Regions from separate parts of the Zea mays genome. Here regions 2 and 3 are each linked to region 1. Evidence: chromatin contacts called from public Hi-C data. All regions are on one chromosome and are shown on one strand. The core of a region is the stretch at or near the end of the contact, and the rest is flanking DNA. Distances in the headings are between cores, read along the strand shown. Region 1 holds the start of LOC100383276. Region 2 holds the start of LOC103642551 (type II inositol polyphosphate 5-phosphatase 15). Region 3 holds the start of LOC103642486 (pentatricopeptide repeat-containing protein DOT4, chloroplastic).

What was found. Hi-C and Micro-C count contacts between places; a contact is called where the count stands out from the background.
Region 2: a Hi-C map of leaf mesophyll shows a contact between it and region 1, with 2.2 times the contacts expected there. The contact joins the promoter of LOC103642551 here to the promoter of LOC100383276 in region 1. A contact is called at or near these places in 10 of 25 Hi-C or Micro-C datasets (bundle sheath, ear, endosperm and 4 more).
Region 3: a Hi-C map of leaf shows a contact between it and region 1, with 8 times the contacts expected there. The contact joins the promoter of LOC103642486 here to the promoter of LOC100383276 in region 1. A contact is called at or near these places in 3 of 25 Hi-C or Micro-C datasets (ear, leaf and tassel).

What each region holds. Positions count from the first base shown.
Region 1 is chr1:195,752,431-195,754,985 of Zm-B73-REFERENCE-NAM-5.0, reverse strand. LOC100383276 reads right to left here and starts at 1,290. Exons shown (of 34, transcript NM_001367907.1): 1 at 859-1,290; 2 at 1-38. The coding sequence starts at 1,020.
Region 2 is chr1:196,097,165-196,099,719 of Zm-B73-REFERENCE-NAM-5.0, reverse strand. LOC103642551 (type II inositol polyphosphate 5-phosphatase 15) reads right to left here and starts at 1,283. Exons shown (of 11, transcript XM_035964208.1): 1 at 83-1,283. The coding sequence starts at 917. It also overlaps the pseudogene LOC118473123.
Region 3 is chr1:195,436,542-195,439,096 of Zm-B73-REFERENCE-NAM-5.0, reverse strand. LOC103642486 (pentatricopeptide repeat-containing protein DOT4, chloroplastic) reads right to left here and starts at 1,278. Exons shown (of 1, transcript XM_008665751.3): 1 at 1-1,278. The coding sequence starts at 638.

The sequences.
Region 1 (2,555 bases), core at 41-2,540:
CTAAAACGTCGTGAAGCATTAAGAACAAGAGCAGCTTGCTGAAATGAAGAGAATAACCATATTTGTCAGAACTCAACAGTAGAAGCTTGTGTCCATCCACTATACACAGACACAGCAAACTTCTGTATACCAAAGGCCAAACTTCAGCTTTACCATGAAAAAAATCTCACATAAGCAACTTTGAACTATTAATAAGTAATAATAAGTGAAACAACTAGTATCTCATTGCCATAAAATTGATGCCTGCTTCTTTTAATAATCTCCCCAGCATGTCAACGGGATAATCCAGCCAAGCTACAGACAGTATCCTCGTCTGCATAAGAGCATCAATGTTTGGAAAACTCTGTGGCTACATGAATTTGCGCAAAGTGGCAGGATCAGGCATTGTGTGTTGTGTCCGCAAACAGACCACGATCCACAATGCATTTGTAGGAATGTAGAAAGAAAACAAGCACAGTGCGCATGTCATTAGGAGAAAAGAGGCTGCTGAACCCCCGAATCAAAGCATCGGGACATTTCACTGGAGTATAACTCTTCAGTGAAATGCTCGTCACACATTCGCAATTCCCCTTCTCTCCGTGCGGCAGAACGCTTGGAGCCTCGAAAATGGAAACGACGCCTCCACAACCACACTCCGAACTCCACACCCCAGTCACGATCATACCGACAATGGCTGTATACTTATTTTATTCTCCGAGAACACTCAAACGGTTAGAGTACGGCATACGCACTAATGATTTCCAAATCGAGGTAAACCACACGGAGGACGCAACCCAGATCCCCGGGGCACGACAGGCCAACCGAAGATCCAAATCCGAAGGGAACAGAGACAGTCAGAGGAGGGAGACGATCGCGTACCCTCCACCGGCGCAACCGGTCGTGCGGAGCGTTCTTATGGGGTATGTCGAACGCGTCGTCGAAGACCACCTCCCCCGCCTCCGCCTCGGCGGGGTCCTCCGCCGCGGCCCGCTCGTCCGGCGAGCGGATCTCCGGCGGCGGCGGCGAACTCCCCTGCGCCATGCCCGATCAGACCACCCCGGCAGCAGCAGCCAGGGGCACCTTCGCAGGAGAGACGACACCGACCGACCGACCGACCGACGAGCGCCCGCGCGCGACCGACCCCTGCGCGCCACACAGACGTCACCACGAGATCGCTGGGGACGCCAGGTGGGGCCGGCGGGAACCCAGTCGCGGCTCACCTCGGCGTCGCGAAGGTTCTTCTCGGCGGGCCTGCTCACACACACACACACACACACAGTTGCCTCGCCCTCTCTCCCTCACCTCCCTGACTCTGAAAATCCTCCTGTATATCCAGCGAAGAATGGGGGAAAAAGCTTCGGGTTTCGTTTTGTTCTCTTCTTCCTCGGCTCGGCCCGCTTTTGCGGTCGGGAATGGGGACTTGTTCTCGAGGCGGTAGCGGCCATGAAGCTTCGTGGAAGCTTCTTGCGGCGCATCACGCTGCCACATGGGCCCGCGCATGGCCAGGACCGTGGGAGCTCGTCCAGACGTGGAGGTGGCCCACCGGTCAGTGATCCGTGTCCGGCGGGAAGTAACGATCGGAATCGGACGCTGCGGATTACTCGAGTCAAGCTTGGCGCGGCGGGTTTAGCTGACAGGTTTGAAATGGAGACGCAGCTCGATGGATTCATTCACAGACGGGACCCAAAAGGATAATGGGATACTGGAGCAGTGGAGCATGAGGATACAACTCGATCGATGCGAACCACAGACATGGCACTACTGTCATGTCCAAGTAGCACGTAGCAGGATTCATCTCCCGCGATATATCAAAAAGAAAGAACGAAAAAAGGAGTTGCATGCACCGGCAACAGTCACGTACTATGACATATCAATACGATGTATAGACGATCGGTCAGGCGACAAAAGGAATGCTGAAGAGGAAGCAGCAGCAGCAGCAGCATACGGTATTACGGTCATTACTGGGTCCAGCTTGCGATCCGTCCAGGATCCCGCTCCGGTCCGGTCCACGTCGCGTGCCACTCACTTCGCCGGAAACCCGGGCTCTTCGGTCACACACCACCGCACACATGCTCCTGCTCGTCTTCCCTCAGTACGGGTACAGCGCCCTGCCGCCCAATCATAGTACTCGCCCGCCTCCCTTTCTCACGGGTCACGGATTTACTTGCACGCCGGGGCACGAGAGCGAGAGCTCCGGCTCCGGCGGTGGGTGGCCGACAGCGACCACCGCCGGCTGCTCGCCGCCGCTGGCCAGCAAGGAAGCGTGGCGCGGCACGCCCGTTCCGGCGCATCTGTCATCCGCTGGGTTTCGTGTTCGCCGTGTTGATTGAGGCCCCCGCGACCGTCGCTGGGTCATGCATGCGATGCGATCGCACATCGCAGTCAGCACTCAGCAGTGTGTTTCCACGTGTTGTCCAGATTGGGTGAGCAGATACAGACAGACTGGACCGGATCTGGGGTCCACCCGTCCAGCTCAGCGCTCCAGGTCCAGGTCCAGGGGCTGGAGCTTTCCAAACAGTTTCCGTCCACGAGCTGGACCAGCATGCTTGCCAGCTCCCACGGATCAGGATCACGGT
Region 2 (2,555 bases), core at 34-2,533, 340 kb before region 1:
ACTTTCTTGGCACCGAAAAAGTGACATTGCCAGAAGCAGTCCAGTCAGCAGAGCGCAAGATAACGAGATGATCGATTGTTACCGTACGGCGTGACGACGATGGCGAGCACCGGCGTGCGGCTGAACGCCTGCCACGCGAAGGCCTCCTTGAACATGGCCGCGCTGCCGGTGGGGTCTCCTCCGGCGGGCGCGGCGTGGTCCACGCGCCACGCCCTGATCCTGCCCTCCCTGTGTCCCGTCCACACCAGCCCGTTGGCGCTGTCGACCGCGGCGCAGAGCGCGGGCGGGACCGGCACGGAGTCCCTGAAGGGCGCGGCCTCCTCGTCGCCGCGGCGCCGCGGCCCGGCGCCTGGCCACCACCCGCGGAACACCTCGTCGAGGCACCACACCCGGACCCCGGACTCGGCGCCGGCCCACAGCTTCCGCCGCCGCGGGTCGCACACCAGCGTCCGCAGGAAGGCGCCCACCTGCGTCTCCCGCAGCGGGTGGGGACGCACCTCGAGCGGCGGCGGGCGGGCCGGGTGCACCGCCGCGCGGAGCGGCACGCGGAAGATGCCCTCGCCCCCGCCGGCGCCGACGAACTCCGGCAGCGCGTCGCCCGCGCCGTCGTACTGCGACATGGCCCGCTCCAGTGCCGCTGCCACCGCCGAAGGCGGCGTCGGGCCGCCGTCGACCCAGGCGGCGAAGGACGCAGCAGGGGCGAGCGCCGCCTCGCCGTGGCCGTGCCCGTGCCCGTGGCGCTGCGGGAACGACGCGCAGCGCTGCGCCGAGGCGGAGGCGACAGGGCCGTCACCGTAGCTGAGCACGCGCTGCGCGGCGCAGAAGGTGCGTGCGGGCGCGGAGGCAGGCTCCGTGACGCGCGGCAGGTGCAAGTCGGCGGCTTTCCGCTGCGCCGCGGACTCGTCGTCCGGGTCCATGTCCCCGCGATCCGGCTTTGCGATTTTGGAAGCGATGAGAAGGCGGCGAAGGAGGTGGGACTGCAGGAGGATCGGGAGGCGAGCGCTGGAGAGGTGAGAGAAGGTCGGGCGGGGCCGGAACGGAGGCACACCCGTTGCGGGAGCGGAAGGGGCAGGGGAGGGGCCGTGCAGGGAAGGCAACCATGAGAGCGTGGACTGTGGCGTGTGGGTTTATATGGGTGGATGCCTCGTGGACCGGGACCACGGCAGAGGCAGGCCAGGCAAATCAAGGTCCGCGGCCGCCGGCTGGCTCTGCCGTGACAACCAATGTAATCAGAGTTATTAAAACCTGAAGCCGTTTGGAGCTCTCCCCGCGTTTCGCGGTTGCAGTTTTGCATAAAGATCCTCTGTCTTTTCGCGATTTAGCTTGTGCTCCTCCCTCGACTTGGTCTCCGGAATCCAGGTGCAAATCCCTCCCTCCCTCCCAGCCCCCCTCCCCACCTCCCTCTCCACGCGGCGGCTGTCGTCGAAGCCGCCGGGGCCGTCCCTCCCTCCCTCCCAGCCCCCCTCCCCACCTCCCTCTCCGCGCGGCGGCTGCCGTCGAAGCCGCTGGGGCCGTCCACCACCAAACCCTACCCGCTCTTCGCCAACCCTCGCCTCCTGCGTCGCCGCCTAGCGCTCTCCGGCGTTGGCGCCGACCCCAGCCGCCGCGGGTGAGGGCCCCTCCGCCTCCTCCACCGAGGACCCGGTCCTCGTCCGCGTCGCCGCAGCCGCCGCCGAGTCCAAGCTCGTCTCCTACGGGGATGCGACCGCCGAGTCCAAGCTCGTCTCCTACACGTACGAACCTTATCCTGTGACCTGTCACACGCGCCCTTCCCATTCCCGTGGTCTCATTGCTTCGACCGCGTTCGTTCGCAGGAAGCTGGGTCCTCTGGCCAGCGGGGACGTGTTCTGCCTTCTGCTGTTCTCTGCGATTGGAAGGTTCAGCCATGGCCTGCCCGTCCTCGACGCCGAGACGTTCAAGACGGCCGACCCCTTCATTGCTGGTTAGGGAATCGGAAATAGAGCCTTTTTAGGGTTGTTGCTCATCTGACGCGCGAATAGATGGTTTGCTCATGGATTTGGGTCTTCTACAGGGTGGTTGCTGAGCGCCTATCTTCTTGGCGGATTTGGCGATGATGCCAAAGGGCGCAATGGCGTCGGAAGCGTGATTATCACCGTAGCTAAATCATGGGCTGTTGGGATACCGGTAACTTTCAATTCTTTAATTCTACTGTTTCAAGAATGAGCCAGGTTGAAATGTTATCTTGGTTCTTGTTGTTTTTTTACCCAAGGTCAATAACGTTTTTGTAAGCTTATGCCTTCTGATTTTTAACCCATCTAACACCATCTTCTGTTTTTTTGCCGACCGTGCTTGCACACAACACCATCTTCTATTATCCATCATTGTTGTCTATTGCTTGCATGAGTGCATCTGCCTTCCCCTTGTACAATATATAACTTTTTTTATCAAATACATCACAAACTGCATTTATTTCTGTGTCTCATCTATTCATGCAATTATTTGTTCTATGTATTTGTCACGTCCCGTGGCCGCCGTCGACGAGGAACGGGGCGTGAGACTCCGACAAACTCGCACGTTCTCTTGTCAATTTTATT
Region 3 (2,555 bases), core at 29-2,528, 320 kb after region 1:
CACTTGAGGACACAGGAAACAGCATGTGCATCCGGACTGACCCCGCAGCACTGCATCTGCCTAAACAGGGAGACAGCTTCCTGGAAATCACCCGCCTTGGCGTACGCGCTCATCAGCGAAGTCCAGACACGGACATCAGCAGCTTGAGGAGGCATTCCATCGAACACCGTCCTTGCCTCGCCCAGGTCGCCGCATTTCAGGTACGCCAGCACTAACCTCTTCCCAAGGACGCTCCCTTTTCCACCCGTTGCAGCGGCACTGGACGCGCGAATTAAGGCATGCGCTCTCTTGGCAGCCTCCAACGACCGCTCCTCCCCGCAGAGCTGAACGACCATGCAGTAGCTCCGCACGTCGACGCCGCCGTCAGAGCCCAGCAGCCTCAGAGCGCCCGCGAGGTCACCCGCCTGACAGAGGCGCTGGATTCGCAGGTTCACGTCGGAACTCAGGGCCCGACTTGGCGGATTCTTGGTGCTCCATGAGCTTGGAGCAGCGGTGGGCGCCTCCAGGACTCGGCCAGCCGGTGCCGCCAGCACGCTACACCGAAAGGTTATTCGCGGACTAGTGGCAGCCTTGGGAGGCGGCCATGGTGGTGGGGCGCGGTGGTGAGTGGAAACGGAGTAGAGCGGAGGCGTCGCCATGGTTACGGTGGCTGGAAGGAGCAGAGTTCGAACTCTCCTGCAGGCGAGACGACCGGCGCGCTGACAGGCGGAGGGGCAGGCGGGCGAGAAGCCGAGAGCGCGGGAATGGGACGGTTCGGAAGAGAGAAAGGGGGAAAGCAGAGATAACAGGAGGGGATAAGATCATAAGATAGACCCTGGCAAGTGGGGCCTGGGGAACCTAGACTCTAGAAGGTGTCTGTGTGGAGGAGTGCGGCGGTGACAGCCGTGGACTGGTGGTGGAGGCAACCGCGATGGGCTCCGCCGCCGGAGTTAGAGAAGGAGCAGTATGAGATTGCGGCGGCGTTGATGGCAAGAACTGGGCCACCGGCCCACCACGCCAGCCTAGGCCATCTCCATCGCTGCACACTAGCACATAGGGATGCCATTATGGCAAAATTCTCCATGGGACGGGCCGCACGGGAATCAGACCCGTTCTGGGCAGGTACCCTATGGTCCGCAAGGTCTTGTTAAAAACCAGATAAAAAATCTAGTGATTATTTATTTACGTATTTTGTGATTCGTTTGAAATTATTACTAAGTTAAAATAATTGTGACTTATCAGCTATGCTTTGTGTTGTTATTTATATCTACTTTTGTATTGTTGTCTGTAATAATAGATATGTTGTAATTATTATCAAGTAGTGAATATTTGTTTTTTTGGTAAAAATATTCCCCTCGGTGTCCCAAATAAGGACCGGGCACGAGGGCGAGGATATGGATCAATTTTTCTGAACGATTACAAGGAGAGGATATGGTGATCCATGGTAACGTAGTTCTCAACGCGTTATCAGCACGCTCTATCTTGACGTTGCTATAGATTCAATCTATACCGAATCTCCATCAAGTCGGCAGGTATCCCGGCCTTGCCAAACTATCCTACGCGATAGCCTTCGATTTCCTTTCTATGCGGTCACACGGTATGTCTTTCTAAGTAGATTGGATGTACCTTTTATGGGCGATCATCCGGTCGAACAAGTACACGGCGCCTGGACACGTCTTCAACCAGGCGCAGCAGGGGAGTTGGTCCGGCTGTTCCCGCGAAAGGACTCGGTGTTCTATCCCTGTCGCTGTACCTCTATGGCTCCACCCTGCATCCGACCACGGACGTGTGGCCTGTGGGGCATGGTCACCCGGTACGGTACTACAACGCGTACCTGTGGGGCTCGGATGAGAGGCTGCCGTTGGCGTTGTGCTATTCGGCGGCGCGCTCCAGCAGAGCAAGCACAGAGAAGAGGGCCCTACTAGTGGCGGCCTTGGCTTGCCCGACTGGCAGGCGCCGGCGCTTTCTGAGAGCACCTAGAGGGGAGTGAATAGGTGATCCTGTAAAATTCAACACTAATAGCCACAAAACTTAGTTATGAAAATTAGAACGGCTAAGTAGCTTGAAGCGAGTTCTTGTGAACACAGATAATCAAAGAGAAAGCACACAAGAGACACGCGATTTTTATCCTGTGGTTCAGCCAAGTAATACTTGACTACTTCGACGTGGCGTCCCAATGGACGAGGGTTGCAGTCAAGCCCTTTCAAGTGATCTGATGATCAACTTGAATACCACAATTTTTCCTTTCTTAGTCTTTCTCCCATTTCGAGGAATCTCCACAATTTGGAGCCTCTCGCCCTTACAATGATGATCACAAAATAAGCACAAAAGTAAGGGAGGGGAGAGCAACACACACAAGACTCAAATCCACAGCACAATCACGCACACAAGTCACAACTCGAGCTCAAAACATAACGCACGGAGTTCACAACTCAAATGGAGCTCAAGTCACTATCACAAAGAATCGAATGCGTGAAGTTGGAGTCTTGGAGTCTTAGAATGTTTCTTATAAGCTTGGGTAACTCCTCTGTGCGTCTAGGGGTCCCTTTTATAGCCCCAAGGCAGCTAGGAGCCGT